Regions from separate parts of the Capsicum annuum genome. Here region 2 is linked to region 1. Evidence: chromatin contacts called from public Hi-C data. All regions are on one chromosome and are shown on one strand. The core of a region is the stretch at or near the end of the contact, and the rest is flanking DNA. Distances in the headings are between cores, read along the strand shown. Region 1 holds the start of LOC107870458 (protein indeterminate-domain 5, chloroplastic). Region 2 holds the start of LOC107870455 (NADH dehydrogenase [ubiquinone] 1 beta subcomplex subunit 7).

Region 1 (2,700 bases), core at 124-2,623:
TGTTGCCATTAGGGTCTTTGGTGACAACGCTATCACTTCTGCGTCTGGACCTGTTCATCCCACCACAATCCAAACAAAATGACGAATTATTATAAGTGATAAAATTCGTCATCTATATGATGGAAATAAACTTACAAAATTCATGACGGAGAATATATATCAAATAAAAATATTTGCACTTCTGATTGGTTCCAGCCATCCCAATCTTAATGAATGGATTATGAAGGCATCAATTGAACAAACGATTTTTTTTTTCATATGTTAGAAAAAAATTTCATCATCTATATATGGTGGAAACTTAAAAAAGATATTTTATAAGATAAAAATGAAAGGAGATGATCTTTCGCTAGCGCGATTTGCACAATCATTCCCAAAATATTCCAACATTAATGAATGAATATATGTGAGATTACACTAAATATATGTTAGTGTTGTAGCAAATGAACTATACATGAAGGGGTCAGTCAAGCGGTTCAATCTTTTAGTTGATTTCTTTCGTCTTCCCTATTCATCATATCCATTAATGGAAAGGGTGGTTTTTATTACACAAAAAATTGAACTAACAAATTAGGGTTTTCCTCACTTTTTTTTTTAAAGGTAAAACTTGAACTTGAGTTATAAATTATTTTTTCAACCTTTATTTGTACTATAGATAGATTTATAAGAAAATAAAGAAGAAAGAAATTAGCTAGTGTTAATTTCTTGTTCATATGTTCCAAAAAAAAAGAATTTTCTTTTTCATAAAAATTAGTCTAATTAATTACTAGATAGATACTTGCTTGGTGTGCCAGGCTGATTTCTTCTCTTCTTTGTTGGTGCTTCATGAGCATGAGATTGATGGAGCATTTCTTGATGATTTTGAATTAATTCTTCTTCTTGTCTCATTGCAAAAAACATAGTTGATGATGAACCTCCAGCCATCTATAATTTAAAAAAAATAAATTAAGAAATTCAACCAAAAAAAAGATGAAAGAAAAAACAACTAAATTCAACAAGCTTCACTCACAAACCTTTACTTGATTTAATTAATTTCTTCTTGATCTTGATTTGCTCTTGCTCTTCACAACCAAAAAAGATAAGAGGAAAAAAGAATTAAATTCACCAAGAATTGTTTGGTTGAAAGAAAGAAAATTAACTCAATTTACAAAAAGATGAAGGGAAAAACAAAGAGAAGGAAAAAAAAGAATTGAATTTTACTCACAAACCTTATCAAGAACTTAAAATTGAGTGAGTGAGTGAGTAAGAGGAATTAAAGAGAATATTCATCCCATGTTTTATTTTTCTCTTTCTTTTTCTTCTTTCAACACTTTGCTATTAAATGAAAAATTTCCAAGAAAAGATGCTATATGAAGTTTCTCTATATGTTGTTTGTTTTAGGTGTCATGCATACACACAAACACATATCCGTATAGCCCCCACCCTACCCCTACCCCATCTCTCTTTTTTATTTTCTTTCTCTCCTCTATTTTTTCATTAAATTTAATATCTATATTAGAGCTTGATCAACTCAGATTCCGCATTATTGAATCCGTTTCTAAAGGTGGTCCAAACAATTTTCATCCCATCTATAATTTTCCCCTCTTATTCATTTTTCTCTATTTTATAATTCATTTCACTACTTAAAGGATAGTTTGGTACAATAAAGCTTCCGCACATGAAGTCTATGTAAATATCGAATACAAAGATTTATTATATGCAAGACTATTTTCGCGACTTGAATCGATGACCTCTAAGCACATGAATCGCTACTTAAAATGTAAAATTGAAAAAAAAATGACTTCAGCTATGGAGTTCATTTTATATCTGTTGCTGTATAGCTAGTATCTAATATGATTCTATGATAATCCATTGCTAAATAAGACGTTAGTGATGATTTTTGTTGTTTGTTTAGAATTTTATTCAAAAAATAGATAATAATTTTTATATTTGCTTCCGTTTAGTTATTAATTTTGAAGTTGAAATCTGAATTTGAATTTTTGAAGTTGTAATTGGCCATCCGTTTTACTTGATTTTTTTTTAAAAGTTTTTTGAGTGACCAATTTTTTAAACTTGAATCTTTTTTTTTCATGACATATTTTCAAAATCTCATCCAAATCTATGGTCAAACATATACTTAAAAGATTAAATTTTAAATTTGATTCAAAATTTATGGTCAGAACACTAGCGAAATCTGATGAAATTTTGTTTTCCTATAATGTTGACGCCGCATGTGTTTTTTCCTTTGTGATCAATATTATTGTTCCATGTTATGATATTATTGTAAGAAATGGGATTTGAGTTTCTCATCGGTTAAATGAGAAATTAATATAAGGCTTCTATAGTCTTGGGCTCTCCTACTTTGTAACTAACTTTTAGGGTGTGCATCTCGTAAGGTTGTACCGATATTTTTGAGTCACTCATCACCTTCCTCACCCACTGTGCCTAGGATGATAAGGCCAGTATGGAAGTGTTCGATAGGGCTAGCCATGTCTAGCACACAGCCCAAGGACTACAGATGTAGAGCGTGGTGATTTATTATGATATTATTGCAAGGGATGAGCCTTGTGTCCCACATCAATCAAATGAAAAATTGATATAGGACTTATATAAGCTTGCTCTCCCACCTTAATAGCTAACTCTTAATATGTGATTTTTCTAAACTTGTATTATTTTTCACACTATCATCGAATCATAAAGGTGAAAGTCTTAAGTGGATTGGGA
Region 2 (2,700 bases), core at 24-2,523, 230 kb after region 1:
ATAAAATTTATATATTTTGAAAAAAATAACTCATTTGACTCTTAAAATTCAAACACTATCACAAATATTGAGACAAAAAATATAATATATACACATATTATGAAATCACATATATTGAGATAAAAATAATATAATATGTACACATATTATGAAATTTTGAGGCCCTCAAAATAGGAGCCTAAAGCAGCAGCTTTAGCTGCTTCATGCTTCAGCCGTTCCTGATTATATTACATACATAATTTATTTTTAATACGTAGCGCATTTATTTAACCAAAATAAGTCAAATGCATTTAATACACTTCTAATACATCTATATTGTATACATATTCACTTTTAATACATAATACAATTGTTATAGATGGTAAATATTTTTAAATATGGTATATCTATATATTAAATAACAAGTACATTTAAAAGCATTAAATATTTTATAAAAAGTACTCAATAGGTAATTTTTTCTTATTTTAAATAAGGCGATCAAATACTTACCAAAAATAACATAAAGTACACCTTAACTTACCATATTTACATAAATTTCATCCTCACGAAATAATTATAAAAAATTTAACTAATTATGTATCTTTGTTGGATGTATTGGGAGCTAATTATGTATCTGCACAGACCCAAAATCAGAAAAATGGATCGAAAACTAATCATGCATCTTTACAAAGGAAAAACTATATTTTCGGTGGATGTATTATGTATATCGACAGATCCAAAATTGAAAAAATATATCGGGAGTTAATTATGCATCTTTACAAAGAAAAAAGTATATCCTTGTTGGATGTATTGGGAGCTAATTATGTATCTTGACAGACCAAAAACTGAAATTTCAATAATTATGCAAAATATTAAATTTTTCTGTAATTAAACTCTAAACTGTAGGGATTACATACACCCTAACGTATCATATTTACACAAATCTCCACTCTTACAAAATAATTATAAAAAATTCAACTAATTATGTATCTCGACAGATAAAAAAAAATGTAGCGGGAGCTAATTATATATTTTTACAAAGAAAAAAATATGTCTTCATTGGACGTACCAAAGCTAATTATGTATCTCAACAATATCAAAATTGAAATTTTCAGTAATTATGTAAAATATCAAAATTTTCTGTAATTAAACTCCAAATTGTTGAGATTTATATTGTTTTAAGTGTACAATACCGTCATTTTCGCCAAAATTCTATCAATACAACATTTTGGGCTTGAAGTGTAGCCCAATCATCACAACAAATCTAAAGCCCACATCCCTCCCAAAATTCCTTCACAAAGAGCACAACACCTAATAAACTCAAAAAAAGAGAAATCAAAAGAGGGGAAAATTGGCAGACGAAAATGGAGGTACCAGGTTCATCGAAGAAGATGGTAGCAACACAAGCAGAAATGGTGGAGAACAAAGTGCCATTAGCTTATCGAGATCAGTGCGCACACCTGTTGATCCCATTGAACAAGTGTCGTCAATCCGAATTCTACCTCCCATGGAAATGCGAAGACGAACGCCATACATATGAAAAGTGTGCCTATGAACTTGTTATGGAACGGATGCTTCAGATGCAGAAGATCCGTGAAGAAGAAGCACGGATGAAGCAAAAGGGAACACAATCCATTCCGCTCATTCCTAAGACTGCAAATGCCTAGTTTTTCTACTGCTTAGGTCAGTTTCAGCCTATCACATCAATATTTGCTCCAAAATGCTTTTTTAATAATTTGTTTTTTTATGATGGTGTTTGATTGAATGGCGGAGGTTAATATGTTAATTTGATGTATAATTTATGTCAGTGGTAATAAGAAAAAGTTTGAAGTAACACTTCGCAAGTTCGATTGAATGTTGGAAAGTAGTATAATGTTATACTCCCTTGAAGCGGGGAGCCTTGGAGTAATTTGTAAAGTTGATGCCCCGTGGAGACAGCCTCTGGCAGAAATATAAGGTAAGATTGCGCATAATACACCCTTGTGGTAGGTAAGATTAGACCCTTGTGGTGGGGTCCTTCCCTGGACCTGCACATTTCAGGAGCTTTAATGCACCGGACTTCTCTTTTTTAGTTAACTTTTTAGTTTGTTTCAAAAAGGATGACTATTGCCTTTTCTGACAACTCTTAAATTTCAACTTTCCACCTAACATGTTTAAGATCATAAGATTAAAGATATTTTGATAGATTCTACATATGTTTAGTTTAAGACTACAAGATTAAAAAGTTTTGTTTGCTTTCTTAAACCTTGTGTCAAGTCTAAACCAGACTAACAAATTAAAACAGAGAGAGTAGCATTTATGGAATTGTGTGCAAATTTTGAAACTTAGAAAGTGTTACTCAAATTGGGTGTTTTTGCATTTTGCAAAGGAATTATTTGGAAAGATAAAGGTATGAATAAGAGAATGTTTTAAAGAATTCAAAGTTCCCCTCCAATAAATGTATGTAGCATTTGGAATGAAAGAATCACTATAGTCGCAATGGACCGTGGGAACCAACACTAATATGTCAGTGGAGACAAAAGGTAGGTGGTCTTTTCTCATATGTAGAAGTCTTGGTGGACAGAATTATGCGGTACCTTTTGTTGGTGGAAAGTAGCATGTATCTGGTGCCTAGACACCACCATTATGAAAGGAAACAAAAATATGAAGTAGTGGTTTGCAAGTTACCCCAGACCCCACTTTGTGGGAATACACTGGGTATGTTATGGGTATGTTATTGTT

What was found. A called contact is a pair of places that touch in the nucleus more often than the background predicts.
Region 2: a Hi-C map of placenta shows a contact between it and region 1, with 4 times the contacts expected there. The contact joins the promoter of LOC107870455 here to the promoter of LOC107870458 in region 1. A contact is called at or near these places in 3 of 5 Hi-C or Micro-C datasets (leaf and placenta).

The regions. Positions count from the first base shown.
Region 1 is chr5:24,285,833-24,288,532 of UCD10Xv1.1, forward strand. LOC107870458 (protein indeterminate-domain 5, chloroplastic) reads right to left here and starts at 1,374. Exons shown (of 7, transcript XM_016716990.2): 1 at 1,206-1,374; 2 at 1,011-1,058; 3 at 780-921; 4 at 1-50. The coding sequence starts at 921.
Region 2 is chr5:24,515,811-24,518,510 of UCD10Xv1.1, forward strand. LOC107870455 (NADH dehydrogenase [ubiquinone] 1 beta subcomplex subunit 7) reads left to right here and starts at 1,274. Exons shown (of 2, transcript XM_016716989.2): 1 at 1,274-1,662. The coding sequence starts at 1,344. The coding sequence ends at 1,646.